Linked DNA regions of Mus musculus: region 1 is linked to region 2. Evidence: chromatin contacts called from public Hi-C data. All regions are on one chromosome and are shown on one strand. Each heading gives the region's core, a stretch centred on a gene start, on an enhancer-like site or on the middle of the called end of the contact. The rest is flanking DNA. Distances are from core to core; before and after follow the strand shown. Region 1 has its middle 58 kb from the start of Lhfpl2. Region 2 overlaps Arsb (arylsulfatase B).

The links. A called contact is a pair of places that touch in the nucleus more often than the background predicts.
Region 1: a Hi-C map of the N1E-115 cell line shows a contact between it and region 2, with 2.5 times the contacts expected there. The contact joins two enhancer-like sites. A contact is called at or near these places in 5 of 484 Hi-C or Micro-C datasets (the N1E-115 cell line, macrophages, myeloid progenitors and 2 more), 3 of 115 datasets of contacts at active chromatin or transcription factors (effector CD8 T cells, embryonic stem cells and memory CD8 T cells) and 1 of 9 other capture datasets (embryonic stem cells).

Annotation. Positions count from the first base shown.
Region 1 is chr13:93,997,171-94,002,441 of GRCm38.p6, forward strand. No RefSeq gene overlaps it. Among named protein-coding and RNA genes, the nearest start is that of Lhfpl2, 58 kb to the right of the region's middle. Within about 2 kb of position 1,386, at least 73 of the 459 cell types and tissues checked have an H3K27ac peak or open chromatin away from gene starts, as enhancers often do. A contact at or near this core is called in the N1E-115 cell line, where this site is marked.
Region 2 is chr13:93,908,232-93,913,393 of GRCm38.p6, forward strand. All of the region lies in intron 6 of Arsb (arylsulfatase B), which reads left to right. Among named protein-coding and RNA genes, the nearest start is that of Mir5624, 120 kb to the left of the region's middle. Within about 2 kb of position 2,955, at least 48 of the 459 cell types and tissues checked have an H3K27ac peak or open chromatin away from gene starts, as enhancers often do. A contact at or near this core is called in the N1E-115 cell line, where this site is marked.

The DNA.
Region 1 (5,271 bases), core at 136-2,635, 87 kb after region 2:
GTTCCTCCTGAGTCTCTGGAAAGACACATGAGTAAGCCACGAAGAGGAAATGATAGAATCCAGCCCATTCTAGATGGTTCCTGAATGACAGGGGCTAATGTGGACAGTGAAGATATCTCACTCTTTGCCTTTCTCAATTATTCCCTGTTCCCCCCAAACCCCAGATTAGACCTAAAGAAATTAAGTAGCCAAAGGACAAACTGTGGAAAAGAATGTTGGAAAACATGTAGGCTATCTGCCACCTGGGTGAGTAGACACTCAACAGTTGAAGGTTGCCTAAGAATATACAAAAGGGATGATGGGGGGAGGCAAGCTAAGCAGATTCAGTCCCAGGGATTGTGTCATGAAGAGGACCACAGGGAAGCCTTTGTCTGGGTGTCTCAGGTGCTAGCTGAAGACTCACCTGGAGCCTTCCATGTTTGAGGGTTCAGCCAGGTGCCTCCCTTCCTACGACCACAGCCTCTAGTAGCTCTGCTAGCGGAGGAGTAGGGCGGGGCTGTTCCTCCATGACAAGCACTCACAAACCTATGGGCAACAGCACGTGGGGTTCCCAGGAAAGGCAAAATACTAAACTGAGAAGTATAACTGGGCTGGGAGGTAGCTCACTCGGTAAAGTCGCTGCCATGCAAGCACGAGGAGCTAGGTTCAAATCTCCAGGCGGGACAGCATACATTTGTAACCCGGAGGTAGGAGTCAGGAGGCAGAGGTAGATAGACAAACTCCTTCGTCAGTGAGATATAGGTTTAGTGAGAGACCTTGTCTCGAAAAATAAGGTAGAGAGTGATCAAGGAAGACACTGCCCTTTGACTCAACAGTTACCAGATAGAGAATTCATGTGACAATGTGGTTTCATTTTCTTGGGGAGCACGATGACACCCCTTCCATGCCTTTCCCCATCCCCCAGAAAGCATCCGTGCATGCAGTGAGGGTGTATTTGGCAAAATGGATGGCTGTAATAAAACGGGTGGCTAACCAGCAAGGGCCAGAATGATGAGTCACAGGTCTGTGAGCTGACTCACCTGCAACTGGGCAAGACTGCCCGAGACAAGCCCTCCCGGGGGGGGGGGGGGGGCGGGAGGAGACAATGTCTCATGGACACCCATTCTATGCCAGGCTGAATCATCCAGGGTGAATTTCAAGATATCCAGGGCTTGGATCTTCCAGACTATATGGAGAGGCTAGTTAGCTTTGTTTAAGTAACCAATCAACATTTTAAAGTCACCTTACATTTAATTTTTATCTCCTGTGCTATGCTCACACTGGTGGGTCACTGTGTCCTAGGATAGCCCTCTAGACTCTTCTGGTGCTGTGGGTCCTGACTCCTCCTGCTCCTCTGAACTGGGAGATGGGGGCTGAAGAGCAATCCCTGTGCTGAGATTGAATACACCGGGCTGACTGTATCACACTGCCTGACACCATCCCCTCTGTCTCCCTGCTAGAGAGTGATTCATGGTCACTCTTGGCAGAGTTTTTGGAATCCCATTTGTGGGATTTTTATCTCATCTAATTCAAGTGAAAGAGCACAAAAATGTGGCATCCTGGGGACAACCTTGGGTTAGGAAAAAAACAGTCTTCTCTAATTTAATGAAGGGCAGCTATGAAAATCTGAGTAGTTTTTAGAAACAAAAATGAACTACAGTTACATGAAGTAAAACAGAACACCTTAGACATAACGTTAAGTGAAAAAGATCAAAAGATCAATCCTAGAATCGATATACATATTTAATTATTTGGGAAAGATTAAATCCAATAAATGAACTACATAGATAGATAGATAGATAGATAGATAGATAGATAGATAGATATTTTAGCAGTATGTATTTAACGCTGTGTCTATCTCAGTTTCCCGCATGACTCCTACAACAGATGATCACAAACCTGGTGGTTTAAAACAAAAGGTAACTATTCTCTCTCAGTTTGAGAGGCGAGCAGGCAAAAACTAGTTTTACCAGGTAAACTTCATGGTGGTGTGTTTTCTCTAGAGGCCTCAAGAATTTCTTGCCTTTTCTTGGCCTCCGTCCTCTGTGGTCCCCTTGGCCTGCTCCCTTTGTGGTCCCCCTGTCCTCTCCCCTCTGTGGTCCCCTTGGCCTTCGCCCTCTGTGGTCTCCTTATCTTCCTTCCATGTCACATACCCCTCCACTTCACTTTACTAAGGCACTTGTAGTTTCACTTGGGGCCCAAATGCGTAATCAGAGCTGGTTTTCTCAACTTGACACCCTCACCGCAGTCCCACCTGCCATGTTTGTTATATAAGGTCATAGCCACATGGTCTGGCTGTTCTGCATCACCCTCTGTACAACCCTCCCACCCCCACGACATGAGGGGCTTGTTTCTTCTGAGAATCTCCACCCGAGGCCTTGCACCTTTTCTTGGGAATTCCCTCCCAGTCTGCCGTGTTCTTGGAATTTTTTGGCTCATTCTTTGTGCCTTACCAGGAGTCTGGCATCTAATCTTTCTATCACAGTCTGTTCCTCCACATAGGCTCGAAGCCTGCTTCTCCCCGGGTTGTGACCTGCTGGAACTTTCCTCTGCATCTTGCATCTAAATCTCTGTCCAAGCCTGACAGGGTACCTGTTGTCACCAAACCCAACCCTGGGCAGCAATTTAACATACTGTGTGGGAAAAGCTGGGCAGGAAAGGAGGTGTGGGAGGGGAGGGGAGAGAAGGGAGAGGAGGAGAGAGAGGGGAGAGAAGAGAGAAAAGGAGAGGAGAGGAGAGGAAGAGAGAGGAGGGGAGGGGACGGGGAGGGAAGGAAGGAACTTTGCACTGGGACTTGATGTGTCTCTTCTTTGTCTAATATTATTATATTTGGACATGTTGAATTTACACTGCTCCTCTCCTTTCTTCCCTCTCCTCTCCCCTCTCCTCCCCTGCCCTCCCCTTTTCCTCTCCTCCTGTCTTGTTGCCTCTTACCCTCTCTCCCCTTTCCTCCCATACTTCCTCTTGGACCCTCTTCTTTTTTTCTTTCCAATAAATGAATTCTATCCAGAATCAATATCATTTCTTGGTGTGTGGGTGGGTGGGTCACTTTACATCCCAGTAGCAGCCCCACCTCCCTCCTCTCCTCCCAGTCCTACCTTTACAAATCCCTCTTGAATTACCTGAGGAGAAGGGGAATCCCCTGTTGGGCACCACCTCTCCCACTGAGGTCCAACCAGGCAGTCCAGCTAGGGGAAGAGCATCCAATGAGAGACAGCCAATTATTAATCTCCAATTATGAGAGGACCCACATGAAGACCAAGCTGCACATTTGCTACCAATGTGTAGGGGGCCTAGGTCCAGGCCCTGCATGTTCTTTGGTTGGTGGTTCAGTCTCAGTGAGCCTAGTAGCATTTCTCGAGCTGACCAGGAAATCCCAGTTTTGATAAAACATGTCATAGTGGATTTCCAAGTCAGGGCTTCCAGTGACAGAACATTAAGAATCCTGGCTTCTGGGTAGAGAAAGCTTACAGCCCCCGAATCCTCTTAGAGCATGGTACCTGTGGTACTAAGACCATTTCAGACTCTGAGCACCCAGCCCTCCCACCATTCTGCCTTCAGAATTTCTTCCTCCTGGGAACCAATATCTGCTGATGAGGTTGCACTTCCTCCACACTCCTCCTCTCTCTGTATCTCCGTGGCTGGGGACAGCATTCCTCCACCTGACACTTCCCTCCTGCACCTCAGAAACAAGAATGGAGCCCCTTCAGTTTTCTGCCATTCATTACAGTTTTACTTCTGTGACAGATGTACCGGTTTTGGTATCTCCTCTTGACTTTCTAGCCTACCATGGAGTGGGAATTTAGCTTTCACTACCTCCCTGAATCCAGGAACTTTTTGAAAAAAGGAAATTAAGTTGATGTTTATTTGTACAATTTTATATTAGGCCAGCCAAGAGGTATGATGTGATTATATTTCCATTTTTTTCTTTACAACTTTCTGTTTTGTCTGCAGTTACTACTTGCCCCTCTGTTTTCTTAGCTTTGTCTGTACTCACCCCTGTGTTTTTCTAGACAGTCCCCCAGCCCTGTATAATTTACCTTGGAACTGTTTTTCACATGCTAGAGCCTACCAGATTATCTCCTTGGTTTTGTTTTTAAGCCTGGATGTTGCCCCTCTGACATGGTCTTGTTGCTGATCTTGCCTTCTAGATCCTGACACTGCCATTGGTCAGTCTGAGGCCGTTCTATTCCCACTCCTCAGATTCTCAATTTTCTTCTTTGTTGGTCCTTTCTCCTCTCTTTCTGGAAACTTAAAACCTGTTCTCTTTCTTGCTAGTGAAACAGCCACTGTAATAGAATTGATGTGATATGATAGTCTCTTTTATTTATTAGACCAGGCACATGACGGTTCAGAACGATCTGATCATTCGGATGACCATTATATACTGAGAAATACCTTATTTGTTTCATGATTATCTTCACTTAGGGTTTTATGATCTCTCATCCTTGAACTTATTCAGATGCAGGAATGCCAAGATTGGCTGTCTTACAATTTTTATCTTTTATCTACTCATTGCTTATCTTTTTCATCAAATCTGAGAGATATTTTATCTTTGTCTCTTTGATTCTTTAATTTGAGCTGTTTGCATTTTATATCTGTCATAAAACACAGTTATGAGCTGTCATAGTTTATGTTTTCAAGGGTATGTTTTCTTTAAATTTTTTTGAAAGGCAGAGTCTTATGTAGCTCAGGTCAGTCTCAAACTCAGTAAGAAGCCAATCCATGAACTTCTGACCTTTCTGCTTCCACCTTCTAAATGCTGAAATTGCAAGCATGTGTCCCAACATGGACATTTTCTTTAGTTTTTAATCATTCTTCCACATTATCCTGCTCCTATTTGTTAGACATCCTACAGCTTCTAATTTCTTTGAGGACATTACAGGGTTGTTACTATTGCCCCGGTTCTGAATTATCTTATTTCCTCCATGTTCTTAAAGATTTTTTTCCTTGTATGATTTGTCCCCTTGCTCTCGTGTTGGAGGTTTCCTTTAGACAGCTGGTGTTTCTTTAATCTTCTTACAAGGTTTAAGAGCAAAATGTACTGTTCGGGTGGAGCCTAGTGTAAAGGGATTAAACTGTAGGCCTGCTCCAAGCGCATCAAGTGATCCACTGTGTGTCCTAGTCAGTGACATTTATGTAACTTAAACAGTTTTGGAAGTCCCAAAGTATTGATTTCTGGTAAGAGTATCATGGCACATTATGTGTGGTTTATATGACAAGGACATATGAAAAATTACAGAAGGTGTGTACAGGGGTGACACAGAGGGAGGAAACAATGGAGAAGCCAAG
Region 2 (5,162 bases), core at 1,705-4,204:
GATTATAAAGTTCAGACGCAAAGGCTTTCATTAAAAGCATGCTCCCTTGCCTTGCATATTTTCCTTCAGAAGTGGCAGCCTTGACAGTGAAGACTTCACTACAAATCAGTGAGCCCAAGGAAAATAGTCTCAAAATGTGGGGACAGTTTGTCAGCCTCTGTGTGTGGTGCCCCTGTCTGTTCACACACTCTGTCATTACAGCTCATTCTTGTTCTTTTTTTCAATTGGGTATTTATTTCTTTTACATTTCCAATGCTATCCCAAAAGTCCCCCACACGCTCCCCCACCCACTCCCCCACCCACCCACTCCCACTTCTTGGCCCTGGCGTTCCCCTGTACTGAGGCAGATAAAGTTTGCACGGCCAATGGGCCTCTCTTTCCACTGATGGCCAACTAGGCCATCTTCTGATTCATATGCAGCTAGAGACACAGCTCATTCTTCTTACAGGCATCATTTAATCGTCGTTATTAAAGAGTGCTTGATGGCTACACCACCTCTGCTCAGAACTGGTTCTTTCTCACCCCAACATTTTGAAAATTGGAATAAAATTCCTGAAAATATTTTTTGTCTTATTAAAATGGTAAGAAATTGAGAGACCCCTTTCTTGATAGTATTCATAATAAAGACAAAGAAGTAGAAAGCTATAATGCCACAGGATTCTGTTATTTAGAGATAAATCACTGCTGTGGGGTTTTATTTGGTGAGTTCTGTGTGGCTTCAGGAAAAGAAAGTCCAGAGTTTAATTTGCATTGTGTAGAAAAGCTGTTAGTGAAAATATCTGTACTTATTCTGCCTGTGCATAGTCAGTCTATAAACTTTTTATCATCAGCGATTATACTCATGTGTGCCCAGACAATTTAAGCATTAAACTCTCCCACTTGTATTTTATGCATTTAATGGTGCATGTTTGAGTGTGTGTGTGTGTGTGAGAGAGAGAGAGAGAGAGAGAGAGAGAGAGAGAGAGAGCTGTCTCTGTGACTTTCTGTAATTTGACCAGCATTTGAGGTGAATTGAATTATCTGAGCTTGTATTTCTTCTAAGCCCCTCTTCATTGCTGAGTGGCTGTTCCTGATCTATTACATGCATTTATTTCACACACAGATAGCTCTGAAATCTTCCTCAACCTGGATTCATATGGTCACTCACTGAAGATTCCATTCGCTCTCCCTCCTGTCTGCCTCACTGTAAAAATTCTTCTTCTGGCAGATGCTGGGGCCTGCCTTTCTTCCTGTGAGCCAGTGTACATTGTCCTGCATTCTCAGGTCCTTGCAGACTCTCAAGCACCTGCCTATTGTTGCATAAACTCTGACCCACACTTCAGTTGAGATTGCCTGTGTGTGTGTGTGTGTGTGTGTGTGTGTGTGTGTGTGTATATATATATATATATATATATATATATATATATATGCTCCTGTTTCCATGGTGACCTGCCTATGGATCACATGTGTAGGTGTCCGTGGCATGGTCTTTCCTCATAAGCATACACCAGGATGTGACTCTTTATACTTGCTTGAACAGTCAAATGGATGTGAATATACATCTTTGACAGAGCATGTGGCAAAAACTTGGAATAGTGAACCCAGTCTGGGGTCAGTCATTTGGCAGAGAGGCTCTGACACCATGGATGGGTAATGGGTTTTGATCTGCACTAATATTTTGCCTTTTTCCAATATTAAGTTTCTGCTTTCAATGTTTTTAGGGATAAAATGTGGTCAGAATTCTGTGCTCATTGCTTCATAGAATATATAGTTCCTGAGGTCCTCTGTAATTCTGATGTTGATACACCCCTAGGAGAATTGGCATGTCCCATTCGCACATCTGGTTTGCTTTAGGCAAGGGAACTTTCTCGTGCCAGAATGGCTTTTGGTGGATATAGGAAATCTGCTTTATGTTGAGCCTCTGCAACTCACAGATGCAAATGTTTAAAAACACGGCCATTTCTTCATCTGAAACGTCCCCAGTCACTACTTTCGTCCAAAAAAAAAAAGAAAAGAAAGAAAGAAAAGAAAAGAAAACCCACAAAAGAAACCCAAAACCCTTACAGTGTTATAAATTCATTGTACACAATCCATATCCACTCATCTCATGGCTCATATCAGAGCGGACTTAACTGTTTGGTGGCATCCTAGGGTGCATGCCCATGTCCTGGTCTGCTCTGCTAGGTTATGTCCTCTTGGTGGAATGTATTATTATTCTCCTCCATGGGGAAGGACCTCAGACACATCGCCATCTGCTTGGGAAGATGATGCAGCCCCGTTAACCCTGAGGTGGTGCTATGTGGTGGATGATATGTGGTGACAGGCCTCTTGCCCTCCACCTGCCTCCAAAAGCAAGAAGCCCCTCCAAACTGCTGTGCCTGCAGCGTCAACCTTTTTTTTTCTCCAAATTTGAAATTTAACCTAATGCTTTAGGTCCTGTATTTTCTATGAGAAACCTAACTTTTCCTGTATTGCTAATTGTTATATTGGATTATTTTAAAAGAAAACAGAAAAAAATTTTATGTAGGAAAAAGTTTAACTATGTTAACAGCACTAGGTCAAAGATTCAAGACCTTTGAGAGCTTGGAAGAAGGAATCACCCCCAGTCATGTTGTAATACAACTGAACACAGGGCTTTGTGGCTGAAGTAGCTACCCCTTCACCCCCAACCCCCACATTCAACTCACATATTCCCTGGTGGCTCTAACTGTTTGCAAAAGGAAGGCCTTGCATTATAGTCTCTTAAAATGCATACAAAATAAAAACTTAAAAGCCATTCGGTGAGAATTAGAGGTTCATGGCTGAAGGTACAGCCTTGAACGAGAACTGGGTAGTTCTCTCGTGTCCCCAGAAAATGAGCTCACATGGCAAAAACAGACAAAGTCTACCCCCTGCCAAACTCCATGTCAGCAGAAATCTGGTCTGCTTTCCCAAATGGAATGTGGATTTCCAAACTCGAGACGATCTCTTTCCAAAGCAAATGAGAAACAAATACGTCCTGGGCACTGGCTCTGCTTTCCATCCAGGGCACAGATTTCCCACTGGGTTGTTCCTGTCTGCCATTTCCCAACCAGCACGTGGTCCTGGGACTTAATAGAGTCAAAAAGCCCGTGCTGGATGTAGATAAAATCTCTCTCACTCTGACTTGCCTTACTGCTCTGATTCACAGCACAGCAGCCTCAGTGTCTGTCCCGTGAAAACAAATGACCAAGGTTTTGTGGAAAAGACTAGATCTGGGTCCTGCTGACATAGTCAGTGCACCAGCCTCTGCCCACACCAACAGCCTCTGAGTCCTGTCTGTTGCCAGCAGTCCTAAGGCCAGCCAAGATGGGGGGGTGGGGGGGGGAGAGAACATGTAACCTGAGAAGTGTATCAGTGGGTAGTGGGGCCGTGGCAGGCCTGCAGGCAAGGGAAGTCCTGTCCCCCCTGGACTTATAGCTGGGACACTGATCACTGCAGGACCTGGAGTGAGATGGCAAGTATGGACAGGTGTCCCAAGTCACACAGTTGAGGCTCCATTCTAGTGTTAGGCCAGGCCCTGACTCTAGCAACCTCAGGCAACCTCAGCATGACAGGTACCTTTCCGAGCTCCCCGTGAAAGGTGGGAACTAGTTAAAAGGCAGCCACCTCATGCCTCCACCTCTGACCAGGCCTGGCCTTTCCCCCATGTTTGTCACGATGCCTATGGAAAACCCTTCAGTGAGCCCTTGATGCTGATCCAAGGCAAAGCGAACACCAGGCCATACTGCAGAGCCTCTGCACAGGCTGGGTTCTGCTTAGCACTGTCCCCTTGCCCTCCCTGAGCCATGCACCCTTGGTTTCAGCTAGCCTTCATGCTGATCTTTGGCCCCTACTGTATTTTTCTGCATCTCTGTGTGGTAAAACTGTGGTAAAAGCCCATTTCAGATGGGCTCTCCATGTTGGGCCTTCCTGCCCATCACCACTCTACCTTTCTTGGTAGAATTAAATACTGATTTTACCTCAGCATTTTTGATGCATTTAGCTCATCACTATAGGGTTATTTGTCCCCAGAGACCTGGAGGCCTGTTCATACCTCTTGGTGTTTCTCACAGCCCACTCCTGGGCACGTAGCTTATCCGTCACAAGCATCTGTTTTTACAGTTCATACCAAGATGGAAGCCTTTGATTCATTATCATTTTGGCTCTGATTAATTGAGGAAATAAAAGCAGGGCCTGTGGGACATCCAGTTGACATTTATTGGTAACTTCTCCACCCATTACAGGCCCAGCAAAAAAAGTCATCCTAGTTCCTTGAAGCATAGCATAGAGGCCCATTCTGAGGCAGGAAGATCCACTGTACTGAGAGCTCACAATGAAATTGATCCCCTGGGGCCTTCAAAAGTATTTGGCTTTTGGAAGCGCCTGTGGCTCCAGAGGTCAGTGGGCTGCTTTGATGGAAGTTCCCTGTTCCAGAGGTATAAATGCAATGCAGATTGGATCTCACTCCACCCAGTACAGGATGCCCCTGCCAGCACACTGGGCCCTGCCTAAGACTTGCCTCCTCATGAGGTCACAGACTTCATCAGAAAAGTGCCCGGGGGCCTGGGGAGATGGCTCAGTCTATATTTGCCCATGTAAACGTGAGGACTTGGGCCCAAATCTCTAGCACTCACGTAAAAGTTAGGTCTTACAGGATGGTCTATGGTCCCTGAGCTGATAAAGTGGAAATGCGTAGATCCCTGGAGCTCACTGGCTAGCCTATTCAGCTAAAGAGGTGAACTGCAGGTACAGTGAGAGACTGGGATAAAACCAAAACTATAACTGAAGTCAATTAAAACAACGGCAACAAGACCAACAATATTGACCTCTGCCTATGTACATACACACATTTATCTCTTCTCTCTCTCTCTCTCTCTCTCTCTCTCTCTCTCTCTCTCTCTCTCTGTCATACACACACACACACACACAGATAGAAATTTGTGAAGAGTCAGACTTTCAAACACCAACTGAATGTGTAAGAGCTACCAGAGACATGTCTACTCATCTTTGCATATTAACTCAATTTTAATGTGACAATCATACTGGATTATAAGTGTGCTTGTTTTAAAATTCTTTGTCTTTTAGACACGTGCTGAAACAGTTACAGAGGAAATGATGTTTGACAGTGGGTTTGAAATAATATAGAAAGGAGAGACTGAGAAGTCAAGAGGAAACATAGCCAC